Linked DNA regions of Gasterosteus aculeatus: region 1 is linked to region 2. Evidence: chromatin contacts called from public Hi-C data. All regions are on one chromosome and are shown on one strand. The core of a region is the stretch at or near the end of the contact, and the rest is flanking DNA. Distances in the headings are between cores, read along the strand shown.

Region 1 (2,700 bases), core at 5-2,504, 650 kb before region 2:
CGTGACCACATAGGGAGGGTTGAAGAGAAGCACGTCCACCGTCCCACTTAAGCGGGGCAGGAGGCCCTCCACCTAGAGGAGAGGGAGGAGTCAGATCCCCGCACCGGAAACACGTGATTGGGAGCCTGCGTGACTCTCACCAAGGACGTGATGACGGGCTGCAGCGGAGCATCGTTGCAGGAAGCGGTCTTCGCTGTGCACTGCGCCGCCGCGGGGTTCACGTCGGTGCAGCTGCACGGGAGACGCGCACATTTATAAGGTGGTGCGATGACTCTTCTCGATGCATGTTTGATGTCTTCGCGTGCGTAACTCACAGATAAAGCGCGCCAGGTCCGACTAAGGACGCCAGGAAAGCGGACACCACTCCCGAGCCGCTGCCCACCTCCACACACACACACGGGCTGCAAACGGCCACATTTAAACATCGGGAAAACACAGGCGACGGACGTTGAAATGATGAGGTGACGGCGGTGGGAAAGCGTCTGACCCCATCTGCTGCAGCAGCTCTGCGTCTTTCTCCAGCGCGTCAATCAGGAGGAACGAGTCCTCGGCCGGCTCGTAAACATCGCGGAAGTCTCCCCGTCCGGCGTGGGAGTAAACCGGCGTCAACATTAGGCACGTGTCGCAGGTAGACACCGCTTCTGCTTGTGTTTTCTGTAAAAAGAAGAGAATCAACGGCGAGCTGAAGCGTGTTGGCTAAGCAGCACGTTCCACTTCCGTGTAGCTAATTCTACGTCACGATGACGTAAATGAACGCTTTCCTAAAGGGGACGTCAGTAGACTCGGGAAACTGACAACGTCCGCAGGACATGAACTTATATCCACCCGTTCTATGATTTTCTTCAACGCGCCATTTGACCATTTAGACATAAATAGAAATATGTAAGGCAGAAAAAAGGGCTATAAATGCCAAAAGGTACTATACATACAGCTTAAAGCAATTAGTTCACTTCTTCATTCAAAAGATGCTTGTCAATGCCACCTAAACTCTGGGCATGTCCCCTTCTCTGTTTGCATAACCCCCAGGCTCAACTTGTCTGAAACAACCAGTGGGGACAAAGCCCCCACTACTACCTCCACGGTAGCGCACACAAGACCTGGCAGTGGTGGGATTTGAACCCACTAGCACCTACAGAGGTTTTGGGCCCCTGCACCACTACGCCACCAGTCCTGCTCACACTAGATAAACTTTGTTTCTCCTATTTAACCGTGAGAAGGTGAATTTAACCTCAAAACTCTTTCAAACACTAAGACTCATTTCCACAAGTGGGCTTGAACCCACAACCTACAACGGAGGTTGGAGACAGATGCTTTGCTTCTGCGCCACCTCATCTCACATTGATCTGGATCTCATTTCTACTATTTAACCTTCAGCTTGCGAGTTAAACCTCAAAACTCTTTCAAACACTAAGACTCATCCCCATGACTGGGCTTAAACCCACAGCAGCAAGTCAGAGAGATTGAATCCAAAACTGCACTCATGTGCTCCATCTGAGAGAGAGGGGGTTTGAACCAAGGACCCTCCACACCTCAGTCTCGCAGCTGCTCCCCTGAGCTATTCCACCGCACACTGCATAATTCTGGTGATTGTGGAGTCATCAAGTCGAACCTCAATACTCTTCTTCAGATTCTAAAGTTGGAAGCCACTACCACTCCGTACTATTATAATAGTACTGCGGTTAAAATAAGGTCATAGTACTGATGCGTGAGAGGATCAGTCCCGACTCCCCTGTGGAGCAAACCCGTCTGAGGATTCTCCGAGGTTCCTCCTCAGCAGAGTGGAGAACAAATCCCAGAAGAAATAAACACGTTTGACCTTCAGGGATCAGCTCACTCGGATGAGTAGCTGACTCTTAACACACGGCACCCGGAGGAGAAAGGATGGAATCCCAAGTGTGGCTCAGGAACGTCTGCTCTGATTCCACCTTGTCGGTTCCACAGAGCAAGTTTGGTAAAATCACCATAGCAACACAACGAAAAACTTTGGTGAACAACAAACCGAGCCGAGCTCTGACTGTCTCTCATCCTGTACATTTCTCTAGCGTTGTGCTCTTCGTAAGTTCTGTTTGTTTTGCCCGTAATAAACTTTCACTGCTTCAATTCATCAAATTTCTTATTATAAATAAGACATACACAGAAATGACAAGAGTTGAGATAATTATTTCCACTTGCATGATCTCATCGGATGATGCATTCCATGAAGCCTCGCAGCCATGTAGCCTTGCAGCGGGCGGTGTTAGTGTTTGATTGCATGATTATTCGATTCAATTAATACGACAGAAATCATTCAATTAGACACGTTATGATCAACGTCTCCTTCAGAAGATTCTTAAAGGTTTATTTCAGAGGTTTTATGCGTTACAGATCTGCGGTGCAAACAATTAGCTCAGTTAGCAGCCTGCTCACAGGACATGTGGTGTCCTTCAGGGTTTGTTTGTACACACAACAGCCTCAGAGAGCAATGAAGCTGTGTTGCAAAACACCACCAAAGAGACGGTGAAGGAGCCAAATAAACTGAAAACGGAAGACTTACTGAAACCACGTTCTGAAGTCTGGCTTTGGCAACGTAAAGTGAAATGATCCTGTTTAATATTTCAATTACTTTTTGGATTTGTTTGCAGAACATTAACTTACATGTGAGTACAGTATTCCTCCAGGTACTTGTCTGTTTACCTGTATCTAAAATAAGGCATAAACACA
Region 2 (2,700 bases), core at 101-2,600:
TCTATGTTAAGTAGTTTGTGATGGACGCCGTTATTCGGTATTTGTGCTGATAAAATATAAAAGATTGTTGGATTTTTCAGTGTTTCTTGTTGCAGTATTTAATTGTTACATTTATTAATTGATATTTAGCGTACACCTCTAATGAGCAGCACGACACGGTGTCCTCTCACTTTTGATGATGTTCTTGCATGAATTAGTTTTGTTTTTATTACTGCTTCTTCAGTGTAAATCAGTCTGCTTACCGTCTCAGTGATATTCTATTTGTGACCAAAGAAGGTATCAGCTTTTTGGACATGATGTGATAAATATCAATAAGCTCTATATGTATTTGAAAGGTAAATCATGTCTCTGTCTGATGTTACATCTCATTAATTTATGTCACACCAACACATGTAATTGTTGTGGTTATTTGAACAATGATGTCGTCTTTGTGCAAAGTTAAAATAAAATGATATATAAATACATTAATTGTCAATCTTTTTTTACTTTTCTGTCCGTTTCTAACCATCTCATTCGTTGACATGCTCAAGTACATAACAACACTTACGAATAATTCAATAATGAGCCGGGTGTGATCGGCTCAAATGATAAATATTCAAATCACAGTATATCAGTATATTATGACGTTATACGTGAAGGTATTTCCCCGATTGTCCTCTGGCGCCGTAATGACGTCACTATTTAGCTCAGGTTGACAAGCGTCACAGATGACGCGACCAAAGCCGACAAACACCTGCGCTGCAACTTTCGCCAACTGGCTGTGAACCCGCTCCGTAAAGACGGGTACACCACAGAGTTAGATGACCGGAATAAGACTGACTGATGAGTTATGATGTGGACCGAAAACAAAGAACGACTCGTTTTTCCGTCATTCAATTGAGAAACCAAGAACCAAAACCCAAGTCGAAAAACGACATTTATTTTGAAAGTTTGTAACCCGGAGGTTTTGTGACCCAAATGACTTCTTCGTTTATTCGTGAAACCCATTTTAGCCACAAAAATAGAAGGGTCTAGAACAGGGGTGTCAAACTCAATTGCACAGGGGGCCAAAATTCAAAACACACTTCAGGTCGCGGGCCGAACAGAATAAACAGAATGTATATATATTAGGGCTGTCAAAAATAGCGCGTTAACGACGTTAATTAGTTGTTTGTTGTTAATTCCGTCTATTTTTCTAACACAATTCACGCATGCGCAGTGGGACAAATTAGCAGGTCAGGAAAGTACCTCTTCCTCTAGGGAATGCACTTCATCTTATAGAACACATTACTGCCACCTGCAGGCATAAATCAGTACTCATCACAATAGATACTCACTAGGGAGGTGCCGTGCCGTTGGGAGCTAGAGGCGAGATGTAACAAGGAGTTTCAATTTCACCGGAGCTGTTCAAGCTTGAACTACCATGTCAACGACAAAGTGTTTGCTGGGACGTCAGGTTCAGCGAGTCGTTTGCGCCAGTCCACGCTGAATGTTCGGAGACCATTAACAAAATCAACCTCAGATAATTTGACCAACACAATAGCGAAATGGATCGCAAAGGATTGTCGACACAATAGCATTGTAGAAGACTCAGGTTTCCTTGATGTTTTGCAAGTGGCGTCTCCGGACTCATCCTATGAGCCGAAAATGACGAAAATCCACGAGTGCTATGAAAACGAAAAAGAAAAAAGGAACATCAGTGAGTAACAACAATTACCTCGGTGTGGTAGAGGTGGAGCGAGCGCAGCAACGGCTGCCTGCGCGCAGAAAACCAGTTTGTGGAGAGGGCACCTGAGTAAACTGCGTGCACGGAATATGTTTTTCTTTGCTAAAATATGGTTCTCTGTGCTCAAAACTTTAAATTACGCGCTCAGGATTGTGGCACAAATATAACGCCATAGACGACAACAATTGGGACTGACAGTGCGCGCAACATGGTTGCCGCAATTAGATTTCCACGCTATGAACACAATAACTGTGTCGCTCACATGGTGCAGAGAAGTGTCACAGTGAGTCTTGCTGACAGCGGCTTTGTAAATTCTTTGGCCAAGGCTCGCAAAGTTGTCGGTCATTTTAAGCACAGCCCAGCAAACGCTGCGGAGCTTCAAGCACAACAAGTCAGCCTGGGAAAGAAGCAGGAGCCACTGATCCAGGATGTTCTTTGGTTTGATTTAAAAGTTGAAAATGTTTTTTTCTACATAAAAACGCAACACATGACTCAAATTGTGCAAACATGTGGTTGACCACTGTTATGATTTGACTACATTTATTGCTTTCTGTTCTGAATGTTCTGAAAGTGATTAATCCTGATTCTCATTAATTGATTAAACATTTTAATCATTTGACAGCCTAAACAGCATTTGACAGCCTAATATATATATATATATATATATAAAAATAAAAATTGTGCTTTTCAGAAATAACAAATAACAATGCAAAACATTCTGTTTTCTTTGCTCTTATGCCATTTTATCAGAGCTGGATGCTTTGCATCGTTTTTTGGCAAGAAGTTGGTTTGTTTGGCGTGAGGTCCCGTGTTGTGGAGACTCTCAGGATGGACTGAAAGTGCTCATCAGTGAGACGACTCCTGTGTGCTGTTTTTTTGTCTTCACTGAGAACAGCTTCTCACCCAGATATGTGCTACCAAACACGCACAAAGTTCGAGCCGCATGTAGACGGAGCTGTGTCGGACGAACAGTGTCGTACTTTGTCTTTATGTCC

Evidence for each region. Hi-C and Micro-C count contacts between places; a contact is called where the count stands out from the background.
Region 1: a Hi-C map of blood and trunk muscle shows a contact between it and region 2, with 19 times the contacts expected there. The contact joins the promoter of hemk2 here to the enhancer-like site in region 2. A contact is called at or near these places in 2 of 6 Hi-C or Micro-C datasets (blood and trunk muscle and skeletal muscle).

Annotation. Positions count from the first base shown.
Region 1 is chr1:27,914,428-27,917,127 of fGasAcu3.hap1.1, reverse strand. hemk2 (HemK methyltransferase 2, ETF1 glutamine and histone H4 lysine) reads right to left here and starts at 1,254. Exons shown (of 6, transcript XM_040172232.2): 1 at 488-1,254; 2 at 315-401; 3 at 141-231; 4 at 1-72. The coding sequence starts at 612. LOC120816559 (protein jagunal homolog 1-B) reads right to left here. Exons shown (of 4, transcript XM_040172264.2): 4 at 2,301-2,700.
Region 2 is chr1:27,266,556-27,269,255 of fGasAcu3.hap1.1, reverse strand. No RefSeq gene overlaps it. Among protein-coding and RNA genes, the nearest start is that of LOC120826872, 8.0 kb to the left of the region's middle. Within about 2 kb of position 1,350, at least 2 of the 9 cell types and tissues checked have open chromatin away from gene starts, as enhancers often do.